Regions from separate parts of the Sus scrofa genome. Here region 1 is linked to region 2. A link is a contact called in public Hi-C data. All regions are on one chromosome and are shown on one strand. Each heading gives the region's core, a stretch centred on a gene start, on an enhancer-like site or on the middle of the called end of the contact. The rest is flanking DNA. Distances are from core to core; before and after follow the strand shown.

Region 1 (4,970 bases), core at 907-3,406, 160 kb before region 2:
CCCCTTACCTAAAACCTTCCATGTAGTTTAGAATTGTTGAATTATTTTATTACAGAGATACAATTTGGGGGAATCTTGGCTTTTTTTAAGCAATTATAAATTTTGATATTATTTACCCTTTCTGTATCTCTTTCTATGGAGACTTCTCCTGGATGAATTTTTCTTTTTTCTAGAATACTCTTTTTGAAACTATTTTTAAGGAGAGTTTTGATGTAATAAATGTTCTGAGATTATGTGCTTAAGAAAATCTTTTTTTAATCCTATCATTTTATAATATTTTGCTTATAAAATTTAAGACAGAATATTTCAGTAGATTTTAAAATTGGTGTCCAGCGAAATATTATCTAAAAACTTGGGGGAGAAAAAGAATAGAGAAAGATTAAAAATAAAGTGATAGGAAAAGATAAAACTGGGAAAAACCAAAAAATAATAATCTAACAGAATGGTGTACATATGTTTAGGAAAAGCCAAGTAAAAGATTGTTTAGAAGTTCCCGTCGTGGCCCAGCGGGAACGAATCCAACTAGGAACCATGAGGTTGCGGCTTTGATCCCTGGCCTCACTCGGTGGGTTAAGGGTTAAGGATCCCGTGTGGCTGTGGCTGTGGCTTAGGCCAGCAGCTATAGCTTGGATTAGACCTCCTCATATGGGAACCTCCATATACCCATGGGTGCAGCCCTAAAAAGGAAAAAAAAAAAAAAAAAAAAAGATTGTTTATAGTGCCACTACAAAAAATAACCTCAAAATGGAAAACAAACAAATGTCTAGTAACGGTACAGTAAATAAATTGTAGCATTTAGAGTGGGATAGAATATAGCAGTGAGAATGAAAGAACTACAACCACATGCAACAACATGGATGAATTTTTAAATTCTATGGTTGAGTGAAAGAACCAAGACATAAATGAGGACATACCCTATGATATTAATATAAAGTTGACAAACAGGCAAGCCTAGTTGATAATATTAAAGGTAAGAGGGTGACTGGCCGGTGGTAGTGACAGGAAGGGTAGGCAAAGACAGCAGGACAGGCTCTGGAGAGATAAGAATGATTCAATTTTAATCTGCTTCTGGCAATGCAAGTATGTTTATGACAATTCATATTGCAGTACTTATGATCTATGCACTTTCCTCTATGAATAGTACATTTAATCAGAATATTTAAAGGGGTTTTATTTTTATATTTTATGGAATTTCCACAACATACAAAAATTCCGGGGCCGGGGATTGAATCCCGGCCATAGCTGCTTCAACAGCAGATCTTTAACCCACTGTGCCTGGGTTGGGGATGGAACCCTCACTGCCACAGAGACAACTGGATCCTTAACTTGCTATGCCACAGCAGGAACGCCTGAGGTATTTTTAAATATACCTTTGTAGCAATATTTATAAAAGACAAAGTAGAATTCAGAATTATTTTTCTTCAATATTTGAAAATGAACTCGTCTCCTTGCATCCATCACTACCTTGTGACATTTAAAGTCACTTTGATTCTTTTTCCTTGATGTCTCTACTTGTCATTTTTGAAATTTTCTGAATTTTTCTTTGATTTCCTTAATCTGATCTTAATTTTACCATAATATGTCTATAAACTGACTTTCTCTTATGTATCCTGTTTGCCACTCCATGAATCTTTTCAATATGTGTCTGTTTTTCTAGGGGGAAAAAAATCAGTCATTATTTTATTTACAGACTTGGGACTTGCAACCCCACGGATCCCTGAGTAAAAGCTCAGTCCCAGCTCTTTATCAGAGAGGTGGTGGCAGGAAAACAGAAAAGGCTTCAGGAATTGAACACTTCATTGACCTGTTTGTGCTTTTTTGTTTGTTTTAAGATCCGAGGACTCTGGAACTTGTCAGAAAAAGAAGAATCCTCATCCTCAATGCAAATGGAAGAAAAAGATTTTTCTCTCACAGGAAAGAAAAAACCCAGTCACATCCTGAAAGGAGAGCTCATTCCAACATTGATGGTTTAAATATATACTTTGTTTCTGAATAAAAGTAAATATACATTTATTTTGTAAAGTGTCTATCAGTTAAACTCAGCTTTAAAATATTTGCATTTTTCAGCAGTGGTGATCGGAGAAACTGTATAGTATTTCTCAAAAATCATTTCCTTACGTGCCCGCTCCACAACGCAGATTGCCATTCCTCCAAGCATAAACGCAGTGAAATAGTTCATGTCTTCCCACCTCTCCCCTTCTTTTTCTCTCTCTGTGTAATGAAAATGGTAACGTGCATATTTTTTCAAACACTTTTTCAGTCTCCCCAGTTGCCACTTCTGAGAAAATGCGGAATGTTCTGAAGATAGAAAAAAGATGTGTTATTTTATTTTATTGTCTACAACTCCGCCTTCTTTTGCATAAGGGGCGGGGCGTGGGGAAGGGGCTTGAGCCGGAGCAGTGAGGCAGCTCGGGGGAACTAGACCTGGGTAGCCTTGCTCCACCGAACTAGAGGAACGCTGCTAGGTCTGGCTTGCGATTCCTCCGGGCTTCTGGGTGAAGCTAGCCACCGCGCGCGGCCAGGAGCGACGATGGAGAGACTGGTGAGCCGGGCCAGGCGTGGGAAAGAGGGCGCCGGGTGGGCTACAACGCGCCGATGGCCCTGGGGCGGTGGCGGGCAGAGAGCGCCAGACTGCGGCTTTCCCTAGTCTGGTCTGGAGCTGGTATTTCTGCTAGCGCTTTCCTCTCGGCACTTAACCGCGTGGAGGGGCGGATTTTGCCTTCTGAAGTGGGGGCTTTCAGGCCATTCCTGGATTTTTGATTCTCTGTCCCTCGGCTCTGGAAAAGGGACGAGATGCTTCTCCGAAGATCACTGACATCCTCAGTGAGGAACTGGTTTGGGAGGCAGGTGCTGGTGGCGAGTATGGAAGGTGCTTGTATTGCTCGGTTTGGGCATTGAAAGCTAGGGTGAGGTTGCAGAATTTGGGGCTCACTTTCTCCAGGAGATCTCGCTCCCTCAGTGATGCTCCAGCCTCTTTCTCCATCCTCTAGGCCTTTGCCTTGGGAAGCCATAAAGGATGGGATAAATGAGGGTTAACACCCAGGGTATCCATGAAAGACAGACATTTTGTTTATTCAGGATCTGTGTACATGACAAAATGAAGGAAGGAGAGGATTTTCATTTACATAGGTATAAGTAATTTAAAAAACAATAAAAAATAAAATCTAAATATGAGGAATACCTCAAGGTAATTTCTTTTGTATACAGTTTATTGGTAAGACCACACAGCCAGTTATTTCGGTATCTTCCTTAACAAAGGAGAATGGTGGCCTTCGAGCTAGTGTTTACTGTGTGTTAGGTGCTCTTAATTTTCACAGCTATCCCTCAAAGGAGTAGCTATTACTTGATTTTACAAGTAAAGAAACAGGCAGAGAGGTTAATTTTTCCGAGTCCGTGTGACTATATGTGGCAGGAACAGGATTTCGATCTAGAAACTTTCAAGGAAAGAGGTATGTATAAGGGCAATGTAGCTGCCAGGTGGGCAACTATCAGGTAAGACCCTGGGCCTTTGAACCCTGGTCCTCTTGGCAGAGGCTGTAACTGGACTTCTCCATTTCCATTATTGTCTGATCTGGTCAATGAATTTTTTTTAAGCTACCTAATGCATATTGGCATTTACTATATCTTATGCCCTGTATTAAAGGCCCTAAATGCTTAATTCTCTTAGTAACCCGAAGAGATAGCAGCAACATTGGTTTAGTGCTTATTTGTATGTCACTGAGCTTTACACATACTATCACATTTAGTCTTTTTAACAGGGAGAAGGTTGGTACTATTATTTTTTTCTGTATCTCAGAGAGGTAAAATGATTTGTCCTAGCTTACACATCTAGTATTTGTGCTAGCCCGAAACATGTGTATATTTAATAGCAAGGCTTTCTTTCTGATTCCCTTTGCCTCAATCACCATGCTTCTATTTCTTAAACATTGCTGGCTCACAGTTCACCCATCTTATGTTTTAGGCTCACAGTTCACCCATCTTATGTTTTAGTGTACCTCTGCTTTCTCTCCTGTCCTAAAACACAGCTTTTCACTCTGCTTTCTTCATTATAGCCTTTGCTAGACCCTGGATTTCCATGTGGCATGAGGGCTTTAAAAGAATGGTGTGGAATTAGAACGCCAAAGAAAATGTTTTTCATTTTAGAAGCCAAAGCTTGAAATAGCAAGAGCCTAAGCATTTGGGTTTTAAAAGCCTGAATACTAAAAGACCAAGGGCATACATTCATCCCCAAAACAAGTTGATGGGAAGAATACAAGGTGACAGAGGAAGCAGCTTTCTGACCCTAGGCTGGGGGAGCAAAGAGGGACTGACTGGTGTCGGTTTGTGGCCTAAAAAGGATGCTCTGTGCCTGACCCCTGGGAGTGGGAAGTTCGGGAGAATGGTGAATAGAACTTACATGTAGGTGTTGAAATCCAAGAACAGAAAGCACCAGTGCCTTGCTTTCCTGGGGGAACTGTGGAAGAGGCAAGCCTACCTGACATGGCAAGGGAACAGTAAAACAGACATTGGGTGGACAAATGGGAGTCTAGGCAGAGAGCCTTGTAGAATTCTCCTTTGTCTAGCACAGGAAGAACCCTGAGACACAGAATCAGGAGAATCGGGCGCTGTGAGAGAATAGCCCATAAGCACAAAATTTAATTGCACAAATCACAAATCGATGACCTGGATGACTTGAAAGGAACACAATGTCAGCGTGGATAGAGTGGTTGCAACCAAGGATTAATAGCCCTGTCCCATGGCTTGGCATTCCCAGGACTGTGGATGCAATGCCACAGATTGGGATAACAAGTGTTGGTGGACTGAACTGACAGAGAGTAGGTGACATTGACTAAAATTACGTCTCTAACTCTCGTTGGAATGGCACCATGAAATAAAAATGAGGTCCAGTTAAAGAAAACTACAAAGAAATCTGCATTTCTTATCTACTTATATTTTATAAAAATATAGAAATGTAGAAAAAATATAGGGAA
Region 2 (4,699 bases), core at 2,199-4,698:
CAATTTATTGTCTTACACTTCAGGAGGTCGATAGTTCAAAATAAGTTACACTGGGCTAAAATCAAGGTGATGGCAGGGCATCTGAAAGCTCGAGGGGAAAATCCATTTCCTTGCCTTTTCAGCTTCTAGAGGCCACTGGCATTCCTTGGCTTGGTATCCCCTTCCTCCACCTTCAAAGCTAGCAGAATGGTATCTTCAAATTTCCCTGCTCACTTAAATAATCCAGAACCATCTTCCATCTCAAGATCATTAATTTAGTCTCATTCACAGAATAACTTCTGCTATGTTAGGTAACATATTCATAGGTTTGGGGATTAGGATGTGGACCTCTTTGAGTGGGCCATTTTTTTGTCTATCATATACATTGACTCTCATCAGTCATTACATGAGGGCTTCTCTCAAGAGGGGAACTGGCACTTCTAGCCTGCTGCTCAGGTAAATGAAGCAGGTTCTGGTGTCCAGGGAAAGCCTTTAAGCAAAGAAGTACAAATACCAGCAACAGGATGTTGGGCAGATGCACCAAGGTGGTGAGAATGGAAAGTACTGGTGGGCCTTGGATACCATGTGTGGCAGCTTCTTTTGAATATAAGTCAATAACGGAAAACACAGGCAGTCCTTTCCTTAGTTTTGCTTTTGTTTAAGAGAGGAAGGAAGGGAGGGCATGAGAAGGGATAGAAATCACAGGCTAGCTTTGTAAAGATATTGTTTATATGTAAGGAAACATCCATATAAACGTAGAGGAGGGATATGGAGTTCAAAGATCAAGCCACAATATTTTTGAACTCTATAAAATTGAAAAAACAAAAACCAGTTAATAGAGCCCTTTGCAATTAGAAAAGCCTCCCTGAATCATTCCTCCTTCTTAAAAATTTGGAAGAACTAATTAAGAAAACAGGAAAGTATTGAGGTCAAATCCCACACAAAGTTATCATAAGAAAAGAGAATATCTTCCCTACCAGCAACAAAAGCCAGAAAGACATGTTCATGGGACAGATTTAAAAAGAGATAAAAGAAAGTAAATTAACACAAGACATGAAAGAACAGCATAATTTAGATCAGAAAAACTCAAAATGAGGTGACAATTCAGAAAAGAATTAGAAATAAAAGACACTTATTCTAGAAACAAAGACTAAACAAGGAAGACCACAGGGGTGAATGAGCATGACAGAGAGTGTCTTATTAAAATAGGTGAAAATTAGTCAAGTTTTTATTTATTGATTTGCTGTTTTTGTTTGGTTGGTTTTTTGCTGCACCTGTAGCATATGGAAGTTCCTAGGCTAGGCGTTGAATCAGAGCTATAGTTGCTGGCCTATGCCATAGCCACAGCAACTTCGGATACTTAACCCACTGAGGGAGGCCAGGAATAGAACCTGCATCCTCATGGAAATGAGTTGGGTTCATAACCTGCTGAGCCACAATGGGAAATCCCTACACAAGCTTTTTTTTTGTTTTTTGTTTTTTTGTCTTTTTAGGGCCGCACCCGTGGCATACAGAGGTTCGCAGACTAGGGGTTGAATCAGAGCTGTAGCTGCTGGCCAAATACCAGATCCAAGCTGCAACCTACCGGGCTGGATCACAGCAGTGCTGGATCCTTAACCCACTGAGCAAGGCCAGGGATTGAACCTGTGTCCTCCTGGATACTAGTCAGATTTGTTTCCACTCAGTCATGACGGGAACTCCTAGACAAGTTTTTAAATTCAAAAGAAATGAATAGGTAAAAAGGATTTGAGAGAAACTAACAGTATTGAAAGTAGGCCAAAAAAAAGATCCACTAAACTATACAGTTAATATAAATCTCTGAAGAAAAATCAAAGCAAAAGAAAAAAAGCCTAAAAAACAATTTGAAAATTTTCCTGAAATAAAAAATATTGTTATTCTAAGACTACTGAGGCAGAAAAATAATTCAGATAGTTAGTGTAAGAACACAGGCTTCAATATTTTCTTTGATATGGTCATTAATTAATGTCTGTGACTTAAGGGTTCCAGGGAATAACATCCCCACTGGCCTTGTTTACTGCAGGGAGTAAATCTGTTTTATATCCACATGGATGTTAATCTCTAACTCATTCCTCAACTGAAAAAAGGAATGAGAGGAATGGCAACTCCCAGCAACTCCCAGTCTAGAGAAAAAAGAACAAAGAAACCATAGAACTTATGGGGCATATCCACCTCTAAGACCCCTTTTGGACAAGGACTGATATAGGTAAACTGGGCAAGGTCAATAGGAAAAAGAACTAATAGCAGGATCCCATGTTGCTACTCCTGTTTTTAAGGAAAAAACCTCTATAGAACAATAGAAAGGGGAACTCTTCCTCCCCTGCCCAGTGTCTTGCTGGGAGCTATTTGCTTTCCTATAATAAAGACTTTTTGCTTGCTTGTTGCCTGTGTGTATTTGCAAAGTTCATTCTTCGTCTCCATGAACAAGAACCCAGATTCTGGTAACATCTTTCCTGTAACACTACTCTATGTGTAACATGGGATTAAGTAAATAAGTATAGGATAATCTAATTCTTCCAATTCCTATATATCTGAGAACATGAGTCTCTGTGACAAGAAGGAAATACAGGTGCAATACAGAAGTATAAGACCCTGTAGCATTTCCAATTTTTCTTCTTCTGAGGGCCACACCTGCAGCATATGGAAGTTCCCAGGCCAGGGGTCTAACAGCAGCTGCATCTACTAACCTAAGCAACAGCCACAGCCAGGCTGAATCCTAGCTGCATCTGTGACCTACGCAGCAGCCTGTGGCAATGCTGGATACTTAACCCACCAAATGAGGCCAGGGATTGAACCTGCATCCTCATGGACATCATGACAGGTTCTTAACCTACTGAGTCACAACAGGAACTCCTCCAATTTTAATTGGAGGTATTTTATCCTACACACACACACACACACACACACACACACACACACAAGCACAGAGCTAGGAGATAGATAGGGAAAGAAAGAAAGAAAGAAAGAAAGAAAGAAAGAAAGAAAGAAAGAAAGAAAGAAAGAAAGAAAGAAAGAAAGAAAGAAAGAAAGAAGGAAGGAAGGAAGGAAGGAAGGAAGGAAGGAAAGAAAGAAAGAAAGAAAGAAAGAAAGAAAGAAAGAAAGAAAGAAAGAAAGAAAGAAGAGAGAAAGAAGAAAGAAAGAAAGAAAGAGAGAGAGAGAGAGAGAGAGAAAGAAAGAAAAAGAAAGAAAGAAAGAAAGAAAGAAAGAAAGAAAGAAAGAAAGAAAGAAAGAGAGAAAGAAGGGAAGGAAGGAGGGAGGATGGGAAGGACAATGGAAGAAGGAAGAAAGAGAGGGAGGGAGGGAGGGAAGGAGGCATTACTAGGCTCTATCCACTGAAAAGGCCTGAAAACAATTACCAACTCAGTGGCCATGAGCATTTCCAACACCCGAATCGTGGCATTGACATAACATTTCCCACTAAAAAAACAAAACAAAACCAGCAACCAAAAACAAGGGCGTCTTGGAGAAACAGTTGACTCAGGATCTGGGCAGGAAATGTACAAAATAAACCTGAAACATTTTGTCTGAAAAAGAGCAAGAAAGCTTTGAAAAATTACTAGAGTTATACAAAAGGATTCAGAGTCAACTTGAAGTGGGCTCCTATTGGACAAAGATGGGGATAAATAAGCATGGATATTTGCAATTGACAAAAATTAATCAAATGTGAGGAGAGGGGTTAGCAGGAAGGGACTAGAGAGTGTACCCATCCCAGCAATGCCAAGAGAGAAAGCCTAATGTCAATTCTAAGGTTTTGTCTTCCTCTTTAGATTGAGCAGAGTGATTACCGAATTATGAATTATGACTGTGTTTTCAGAAATGATTCCAAGACAATTCTAGAAAAATCAGAACAGCCATGGCCAAACCTTTACCCAAACTAAGGGTAGATTATTGGTACTCAATAAAGTTTGAAAGATAGAAACAAAGTTATTTGTTTTCCCTTTTTATGGCCGCACCTGCTATATACAGAAGTTCCCAGGCCAGGGGTTGAATCAGAGCTGCAGCTGCAGGCCTATACCACAGCCACAGCAACACCCAATTCTTAACCCACTGAGCATGGCCAGGGATCAAACTGGCAACCTCATGGACACTATGTTGAGTTCTTAACCCACTGAGCCACAATGGTAACTCCAAAAACAAAGTTATGTTTTGGTTATAACCCACGTGCCATGTTTACTCAACATATGAGTTATATGCATAAAATATGATGAACCCTGTCCCTATGGAGTAGAGGATCTAGCAAAGATTTTACATGTGTACAAATAACTATAATGCAAAATAGTGTGACATAAGAGCCAAAATGGAGGCAAAAATCAAACTTATATAGTTCAGGGGGCAGAAACATCATGTCTGACAATGCTAAGAGAGAAGAGTAAGATCTAAGCTGGACTTTAAACAGTTAAGTGGCATTTAGTGGGCAGAGATAAGGGAGAACATACTATCCTGAGGAAATAACTTGAACAAAGTGTAGAGAATGTCTTAAAATGCAATAGAAATTCCACCTGTCTGGAAACTCAAGGTATGTAACAGAGGAGTGAGAGGCAAGCCTGGAAGGATGGATCGGGACCAGGGAACTGGATGGGCCTTTATCATGAGTAAAGGTTTGGAATGTGTCTTACAATAGAGAGTCACAGGTTTTTAAATGGGAGGACATTCTACCAACTAAAAGAGCATTTTAGGGTGCCTGAGGGATATGTTAAAAGGA

Evidence for each region. Hi-C and Micro-C count contacts between places; a contact is called where the count stands out from the background.
Region 1: a Hi-C map of omental adipose tissue shows a contact between it and region 2, with 1.6 times the contacts expected there. The contact joins the promoter of CD200 here to the enhancer-like site in region 2. A contact is called at or near these places in 1 of 5 promoter capture datasets (liver), 27 of 47 Hi-C or Micro-C datasets (adipose tissue, alveolar macrophages, blood and 14 more) and 1 of 2 datasets of contacts at active chromatin or transcription factors (skeletal muscle).

What each region holds. Positions count from the first base shown.
Region 1 is chr13:147,483,004-147,487,973 of Sscrofa11.1, reverse strand. CD200 (OX-2 membrane glycoprotein) reads left to right here and starts at 2,156. Exons shown (of 6, transcript XR_002337904.1): 1 at 2,156-2,542. LOC100517427 (OX-2 membrane glycoprotein-like) reads left to right here. Exons shown (of 6, transcript XM_003483321.4): 6 at 1,833-2,009.
Region 2 is chr13:147,326,775-147,331,473 of Sscrofa11.1, reverse strand. No RefSeq gene overlaps it. Among named protein-coding and RNA genes, the nearest start is that of BTLA, 20 kb to the left of the region's middle. Within about 2 kb of position 3,448, at least 2 of the 83 cell types and tissues checked have an H3K27ac peak or open chromatin away from gene starts, as enhancers often do. A contact at or near this core is called in omental adipose tissue, where this site is marked.